Regions from separate parts of the Callithrix jacchus genome. Here region 1 is linked to region 2. The links are chromatin contacts, called in public Hi-C maps. All regions are on one chromosome and are shown on one strand. Each heading gives the region's core, a stretch centred on a gene start, on an enhancer-like site or on the middle of the called end of the contact. The rest is flanking DNA. Distances are from core to core; before and after follow the strand shown.

The links. Hi-C and Micro-C count contacts between places; a contact is called where the count stands out from the background.
Region 1: a Hi-C map of skeletal muscle shows a contact between it and region 2, with 8 times the contacts expected there. The contact joins two enhancer-like sites. A contact is called at or near these places in 2 of 3 Hi-C or Micro-C datasets (both in skeletal muscle).

The regions. Positions count from the first base shown.
Region 1 is chr7:59,256,470-59,261,040 of calJac240_pri, reverse strand. The region is part of intron 3 of ZBTB40 (zinc finger and BTB domain containing 40); the gene reads right to left. Among named protein-coding and RNA genes, the nearest start is that of ZBTB40, 50 kb to the right of the region's middle. Within about 2 kb of position 1,345, at least 1 of the 16 cell types and tissues checked has an H3K27ac peak or open chromatin away from gene starts, as enhancers often do. A contact at or near this core is called in skeletal muscle, where this site is marked.
Region 2 is chr7:59,177,139-59,181,617 of calJac240_pri, reverse strand. No RefSeq gene overlaps it. Among named protein-coding and RNA genes, the nearest start is that of ZBTB40, 29 kb to the left of the region's middle. Within about 2 kb of position 1,882, at least 1 of the 16 cell types and tissues checked has an H3K27ac peak or open chromatin away from gene starts, as enhancers often do. A contact at or near this core is called in skeletal muscle, where this site is marked.

The DNA of each region.
Region 1 (4,571 bases), core at 96-2,595, 80 kb before region 2:
TTTCTGCTGTACACACCTTATCCTCCAGAGGTCTCAGGGGTGCATACAAAACCAAACTCATCATCTTGACTCTTCTAGACCCTTCTAAGACATCAACAACCCCAGTGGTAAAATAAACAAAATTAGCATTCCTTTCTTTCGTCTGACAGAACATCTTTCATGCAAGTGCGAGGAAGGTCAATTGGAAGGTAGGATTGATATTTCTATTTTAGCAATAATGAATTTACTTGAAAAAAATCTGGTAACCAAAACTGAGTTTCATGGCTTTATGCTACAATCTACCTTTGACGTTTTTAGTGTCAAGATTATAAAATAGAAAAAATTTCTAAGAAGGGTCTTTAGAGAGCAAAAGGTTAGTTTTCTACACATCTACACGTCTCCTCACCACACTGAAGGAGCTCATGAATACTGTATCAACACAGCAAAATTTAGCTAGACAGCGGTTATTACAAATTCTGGTAGTAATTATATGTTTAAGATTTTTATTTAGAGAGATTTTCTCCTTCTCCTCTCCTCCCAAATAGGAGCTATAAATGAGTTAGACCTTGCGTGTCTTGGCTTTGCTTTAGCTTGCTTCCTAATCACAGAATGCCTGTGTAAAGAAAGCTAAATTAAACTTTAAAGTTTCCTGTGTTTTTTGGTCATCTCCAAAAGTAGACATGGACAGAACACAGTTTAATAATCCATATCAGCATACCATTAGTGTAAGTAACTTCTGAGAACGTAAGGTAACTCCTCTTCTACTGAAAAAATAATAAGTAAGAAATGAAGACATCAGTTGAATGCTTAATCCCCTTAGGCTAAACTAAATCAACTTTTCACACTTTTGTTAGCTGGCTTGAAATCTCTTTAAAATGCCTTTTCACTGACAGCAGTAGGGATCCCAAAGCAGCCTCTAAAATGGATCCCAGTGATACCTGACTCTGGATATTCATGCCCTTGGATTGAACCTCATGCTTTGCTTCTGAGAGAGAATACGGTAAAAGTTACAGGATGCTACTTTTGAGGTCAGGCTGGTATGACTTCCATCTTGCCTGTGTGTTCTCTCTGCCCTTGCTCTGGGAGTTGCAAGCTGCCATGTTGTGAGCTGCCCTACGGAGAGGCCCATGTGGCAAAGAACTGATGTCTCCAGCCAACAGTCAGGGAGTAAGCTTGGAAGTGGATCTTCTGAAGCCTGCCAACAGCCATGAGAGTGGGATTAGAAAAAGCTACTCCCCCGGCTGAGCCTTGAGATGCGGCCCTGGCTGACACCTTGACTGCAGCCTGTGAGCTGCTGAGCCAGAAGACTCAGCTAAGCTGTACCTGGATTCCTGACCTACAGGAACTGTGGTAATAAATGTTTGCTGTTTGAAACTGCTAAGTCTGGAGTGATTTGTGATACAGCAATGGATAACGAATACAGAGCCACTCGCTGCTAACTGCCTCAGTAAATATGCTTCTTCCTATTTTCCCTTTCCTTCCTGCCTGCCTTTTGTGCATCTCAATTGATACAGCATATAGCTCTCTCATTCTAGCCTAGGCCAGGCCTTTTTTTCCACCTGAAACTCTCCGAATATCCCCAATCCACATCTCTCAGTATCCAATTTGTCCGGCATTATCATTTGAGCCAGTGGGGAAGAGAAGTTTTCATCAGTGGTGGCATTTGATATGCTTCTCATTATCCTCTCTGCTGTCTCCCTCTCTGCAGAACTACTCATCAGTGAAATTAAAACATTTGTTCACTTCATTGCTCAACAGTGATGCTAGGGTGACCATCTGGGAAGAGAACCACGGGAGGGCTGACGAAGGGCCAGGAGAGGGTGGTTAGCTGCCTGCACGGCCCTGCTCTCTCTGCTTTTTCTTTCAGAACCTACTGGGAATCTACACCAATGACAGCACTATAACAGTTACTCCATCAGGCCCCTAAAGCTGCCTAGGGATCCACAATGGAATAAGCAAGCCCTTAGCTGCAACAGTTTCTCTGCCTAAACAGAAGGGTGTCACATATAAGGATAACCAGGGATTCACCAATTACTATCATGTAACACAACTCCAAAAGCTGAACCAAAGCAGAGTTCTGTTGAAAGAGCTAAGTTCTTTAACCATACATTTGGAACTAACTCTTGACTCTCAGGGTTAAAGGTACTTCAACAAATTCATGTTAATGCATGGTCATAGAAGTAATCAAGTACTCTACCTATGAGTGAAATATAGGTAAATATATTTCAAGAGGAGACCATTTCTTTTCCCTCTATAGATGAAAAACCATTTAATCTTTCCCTTAACTCAAGCCTTTTAACTGAGTTTACCTATTTACCCCAATTGTTTGCCTACTACCTTCAGATCTGCTTGAGTGACACTATATTCCTGTTCACTTGGGCCTCCCTTGACTGCTGAGGGCCGGGTGATGGCAATAATGATAGAGACTACAATCGCTCAGCATCATCCCGGACACCGTCGCATCTACCTTCCCCCTCACGCCAGGCCTGGGCAGCGTTACCACTACTACTTTAGATGAGCTTCAGGGAGGTTAAGTAACTTGCCTAAGGTCACAGGTCTAGTAAGTAGAGTAGCTGGATGAAACACTGTTCATTCCATAGGCCTGGCATCCCTTTCACCTAGCTCTACCTCCCAGATTTAAGTATAATCAAATCTATTTACACTGGATTCTATTAGACTTAGCGGAGTCAATAACACTTTTGAACACTGGGTAGTATGTAGACAATCTGTATCAATTTTCTTGGTTTCAATGAATATAAAGATTGGTGCACAGTAGATGCTCAATAAATGTTTAACTGAATGAAATTCCCTTGCCATAAAACCATTAGCTCTTCTATCTATGGCTACGTATCTTAGGCTTAATAATTAACAGAAAGAAGACTTGGAAAAACAACTTATTTCACCTTTCATAGGCCCGTAAAATGAATCTCCTTAATTCCCTCTCAAGAGGGCAACACAACCTTGTCAGTGAACAGAGCCCTCAAAACACAGACGTGCACTACTTGACAAACCTCCAAAGTAGCGACACAGCTGAAAACATCAGATTCACATAGGAGAAGAGACTCGTTTGCCTTTGAAATAAAGTTGAAGGAGAAAAAAATGCTACTAGGTCTTCAGCTTTGGGAGTCTTTGTAGATTGTTAGGTGAAGAGTGGATCAAAAGTCGCAGAAATCCAATAGTAGACAGTCATCTCCTTATTTTAGTCGCAGACCCACTTTGCTGTCTTCACAATTAATTAAAAGCAGAGACACAGCTAGGAATAAAGAAGGAAGACAATTCCAGCCTTCATCTTTCTCCTGTGCTGGATGCTTCATGCCACTGAACATCAGACTCCAAGTTCTTCAGCTTTTGGACTCCTGGAGTTACACCAGTGGTTTGCCAAGGGTGCTCTGGCCTTTAGCAAAAGACTGAAGGCTGAACTGTCAGCTTCCCTACTTTTGAGGTTTTGGGACTCGGACTGACCCACCACTGGCTTTCTTGCTCCTCAGTGTGCAAACGACCTATCATAGGACTTTACCTTGTGACTGTGTGCCACTTACCACGCCTCTGACCACTTTCTGTTGAACTGCACCCTAAGTTAGAGCAGCTGCTGCCATTTCTGTCACCATGAGGGCAAGCCTTTCTGAGAGTGGAGGTCACAAAGAGGAAGCATTGCTGAGAGATGGGGAGAAAGAACCCAGGTCCTGATGATGGCGTTGCCATACCTGTAGCCAGCCATGGCCAGAGCTCTCTCTCTTTCAGACTATGAAGTCACAGAAGCCAACAAGTTCACTTTTTGCATAAGCCAGTTTGGACCAGTATATTGCACACAGAAGGCACTCAAAGGAATCCCAGAAGCCCAGCAATGGAAAGAGCCTCACAATTCAGCTGGCTTGGTGTTCCTTGTGGTACGTGAATGTGTTTATAATGTCCTCACTGACATTCCCACGTCTACCCCAACTTAGTTGTTTTAGTATCAACATGGTGCCTCCCAGGCAATGTGGTGTCCTGGATGAGAACCAGATCTCTGATGCCTCCATGCTTCTGAGCACTGCCTGGTCTACAGGGACCCTGGGTGGTGTCTAAATCCCCAGTGAAATTCTCTGAGCCTCACAGTCCCAATGGGGCTTGTCTGTCACTGAGTTGCAAGCCATGCTCAGTCCCTGGGGATGCTGAGTGCCATCAGTAGACATGTGATGCCGGCTAAATAAAAACAATTTTCAGCCTCCGGAAAGTATCCCAGGCACTCACAAAGTCATCCACTGTGTCTCACTGTAGCAAGTCTTGTTAGCTCCATGCTGTTCTCCATCTATAGCGCCTCTGCTGCCTGCAGGTCAGGAGGCAGACGCATGTCAGGAAACACAGAGGAGAGAATTGGAAAATGTCAGTGCCAGCAGGGGCTCCAGGGAGCATCCTGTCCAATCCCTACCTTGCCTTTATCTGTTTGTTTTTACCCATGTGAAAACCTGCACAGAGAGGCAAAACAACTTGCCTGAAGCCACACAAAAAATAAGTGGCAGTGTCAAAACTTGTTAGTGCTAATGTCCGGAAGAGTTAAATAAATGTTTCCTAAAATGTTAAAAAAAAAAAAAAAAAAAGGCCAGGCACGGTGG
Region 2 (4,479 bases), core at 633-3,132:
AGCTTCCCTTTTCCCATCCATTTCTGCCTTCTCTCACTCTCCATCGATGCTTATAATGGCTTGCTAAACAGCACCCATCACACACCTGCAGCCTCTCCGAGCCCCTGGAGAGGCTCGGAGAGGCTCGGAGAGGCTGCAGGTGTGTGAGAAACAGCATCGAACCAGGAATCAGACACATTTATTTTGAGACTAGGGAAACCATTTGCTGACTATATGCTCTTGGGGGAACTCGTGTGACTTTCTGCAGCCATTTGCTTTGTAAGATTGTAACAACCCCTGGCTTGCACATCTTGAAAGAATTGTGGGGAAAAATTGGTGTCACACACAAAGGTGCTCTGGATATCGTAAGTGCCCTGATAACATAAGTAATGTTACAGTATATTGTTAGATAGCATCTCTAATAATGCAGTTTATCATTAATAACTGTCATAACAGACTGGGCGTGGTGGCTCATGCCTGTAATCCCAGTACTTTGGTAGACTGAGGTAGGTGGATCGCTAGGTCAGGAGTTCGAGATCAGCCAGGCTAACATGGTGAAACCCCATCTCTACTAAAAAATACAAAAATTAGCTGGGCGTGGTGGCAGGTGCCTGTAATCCCAGCTACTTGTGAGGCTGAGGCAGAAGAATTGCTTTAACCCAGAAGGTGGAGGTTGCAGTGAGCCGAGATCACACCATTGCACTCCAGCCTGGGCGACAGAGTGAGACACTGTCTGAAAAAAATAAATAAAATAAAATAACAGTCATAACAGTGACACTTCCTGGGCACCTAAGACCCCGGCTCTGACCAATGACCCAGAGATGCCAAGAGTTTCCTGCCTCCACTGTTTGCCTCTAACGTTTAGACCCAGAGCCCTCTAGGCCTCATCTCTTTAGTGGGGATGACAGATACCAGCCTCCCTTCTCATGGATATTAAATGAAATAAGTGTGAAGCACCTGGCAACTTTAGCTTTTTTTTTCTTCTTTTTTTTTGAGACAGAGTCTCGCTCTGTCCTCCAGGCTGGAGTGCAATGGTGCAGTCTCGGCTCACTGCAACCTCTGCTTGCCTGGTTCAAGGGATTCTCCTGCCTCAGCCTCCTGAGTACCTGCGATTACAGGCACATGCCATCACGCCCGGCTAATTTTTGTATTTTTGGTAGAGGCAGGGTCTCACCATGTTGGCCAGGCTGGAGCTTTAGAATCTTGACACACATTCTAGTTAATATTTCCTTCAGATGCAGCTGTAATCTCAACTGCTTCCTTTTAGGAAGCAATGTGAAGAAATGGAAATTGCATGGGGTTTGTAACCAGACAGAAGTGACTTTGAATAACGGCTGTCACCCATGTCATCACTGTGGAACTCTGGCAGGTGTCTTCACCTCTCAGAGCCAGTTTCTCCCCACCACGAAACAGGGATAAAAATAGAATCAATCTCCATGGTTGGGCTTGGCTGACATTGCTTTGTAAAGTGCTGTGCACGTTTCTGTCACTGCCTGGTTACCAGCTAAATGGTAGCTCTTACGTATTTCTTCCTCCTCTTTCAGCCACAGCATCCATCTATTTACCCACCCATCCACCGGTTTATCCATCCATCCATTCATCTGCTAAACTTCTACTGTGGGCCGGATCACAGGCTGAGTTGCTGGAGATGCAAAAATAATGAAGACATGAGTGTTGCTCTAGGACTCTGCAGTCTCCTGGGGGAGATAGCAATAAAAAGAATCACTTCCATTTTCTGAGCATCTACTATGTAGCAGACACAGTGCTAGGACTACACACATCCTCCCAGTAAATCCTGGGGAACTGGACCCCAGAGGCCTTGCTCTCAACCAGTGCTCTCTTCTCCCTCCTGGACCGACTAGTCAGGTAAACATACTGTGTCTAGGTGGGCAGGGCTGTCGTGGGGGTCTGAGAGAGGCTGGTGGGGCCCGAAGGAGGGAGTGATTGGCTCCACATGGGAAGAACTGGGGAGGTGGGGGCAGTCACAGAGAGCTTGCAGAGGAGGTATCAGAGAGGGGTGTTCTGGGTGGCTGGGGCAGAGGGCAGAGGCTTAGAGGCACAGAGCAGCAGGGAGCCTTGTCTTCAGGGGACACTGATCGCTTTGGGAGGGAGGGTTGGCATGTGGGAGGGAGGGTGGGAGCAGATGACGTTGGGGAGGTGGGAGTGAGGGGCCCAGATCATGGGGTACCTCGGTGTCCTGGCTCTGTTGGGCAGTTTGGGCCTTGTGCTTTGAACGTGTGTTTTAGAGTGAGGTGTGAGAGGGGCTGATGTAACCACCTGGGAGGAGTAAGGAGGCTGGAAAGAGGAAGCCAGTGATGAAGGATTGGCCATAACCTTGTCCTGGACAAAGAGCCATGGTTGAAGTAGGTGCAGAGGAATCGCCAGGTAAGGCAGCTGTGACAGAGTTGATGGTGAGTGTGAGAACCTGGGCCACCCCTCCTTTCCTGTCTAAGGATTATAGACATCCTAGATGTAAGTCTTATAGACACCTACCAGGACAGGGAATCCCAGAGGAAGAACAGGGTTTTGGAAAAAAAGGTGGTAAATTAATTTTGATGTTCAATAAGCAAATCAAAGTGCTGCATTCCAGGCAGTGCACTGGACACCTTCATCCAAACCCAGCAGTTTAGTATGCGCCTGAAACCATGCCCACTTTACAGACGAGGAAACTGAGGTCCAGAGACATTCAGCTGCTTCCCAAGATCACGTAACTCATGAGTGGCAGAGCAAGGATTTAAACCTGCATCTGCCTGGCCCCAAGCCTGGTGTGAAAAGGAAAATCACAGAGGGGTTTTCAATGTTCTCGTCATGAAACTCGAGCCTGATGATGTCCAGCTGCTAAAGCAGGGCCCTCGGAATCAATCCAGGAAGGTACTGACCATGCTCTTCAACCTGGTCTGCTCTTGGCCCCAGAAAAACCCCCTGGGGTTTCAGCCCTTTTCTGAGACTCAGCCTTGGCTAAGCTCATCTGGGCCAGAGGGGCAGGCTGACCCACAGAGGGACAGTGTGAGGCACTGACTCGCCAGTCCCTGGCCAGGCTACCCCGTCTCGTGGAGCCTCCGATGTGACAGACAAGAGATACAGGTGCTGGGGACTGATTTGCCAGTTTGGGGTTTGATGAGAAGATGAAGTGAGAGAAATAGAAGAGAGAAAGATGCGTGCTTGTGGCCCCTCAGAAGTGAACCAATGAATTAGAGGCACCAGACAGTAATAAGAGCAGTAGCAGTGGTTACCGTGTTTGGGGGCTGCTTCCTATGTACCAGGCCTTTTTTACTTCATGCATTATTTAGTCCTTACAGCAATCCGGAGGCATTGAGGATTCAGCTTCATTTCACAGAGGGGGAACTGGGGCAGAGAGGTTAAGTAACCTGCACAAGGTCACACAGCCATCAAGAGCTGGAGTGCCCATCACCATCACTCTTCTGCCTCAGCCCCTCCTACTCTACCTGGGGTGCCTGGCAGGAGAAAAATGCGGAGCCGGGAGGTGCAGGGCTGGTGAATCCAACCTCCCTGAACTTCCCACTGGCCCTGAAGGGGCAGATAGGGGACCTGAACTCTGAATACATTCCACCCTGACTCCTCACATGACCTTGTATTATCTGTCTCCAGCCTGGATTTAATAACCTTTGGGCAAGGAAAATGTTCATTTAGATGGTATTTCTGTTGCATTCCAGATTGGAATGATGTTATTCTAAGAGTCCTGGGACAGAAGGAGTATTGGAGGTGTCAAGGGGCTGGACCGGTGAGGACAGGAGTCGAATGAGCCCCTGATCTGTGTTCCTCTCCTCGGGGTTGCAGCCCTTTGAGACATCCGAGTGTCCCTCCTGCTCCTTCAGCTTCCCTTGCTGCTGTGCAGAGGCCACTGGAGGGCGCTGTCTCCTCACACTTCTGGCCGAGCTCACCTCTGATGTCTGAAACACCTCTGGAGGCTGGGGAGAAACTGGGGGCCTGGAGCCAGTACCTGGGAGGCCTCTGGACACAGCTGGACCCACTGAGGCCACATGGGACCAGGAGGATCTGAGTGCCTGTGGAAGGAGGTGCCAGACCTCCTTCCAGGAGTCAAAGCCCTGCGCTTCAAATGTTCCCCAAACCAGAGTGGGTTTTGTTTTGTGTTTTGTTTTTTGACAGAGTCTTGCTCTGTTGCCCAGGCTGGAGTGCAGTGGTGCGATCTTGGCTCACCGCAACCTCCACCTCCTGGGTTCAAGCAATTCTCCTGCCTCAGCCTCCCTGAATAGCTAGGATTACAGGTGCACGCCACCACGCCCGGCTAATTTTTGTATTTTTAGTAGAGAGGGGTTTCACCATGTTGGCTAGACTGGTCTCAAACTCCTAAACTCAAATGATCCACCCCTCCTCAGCTTCCGAAAGGGCTGGAATTACAGGTGTGAGCCACCTTGCCCGGCTAATTTTTATGTTTTTAATGCAGAAGGGGTTTCATCATGTTGGCCAGGCTGGTCTGGAGCTCCTGACTTCAAAAGATCTGCCTGCATTAGCTTCCCA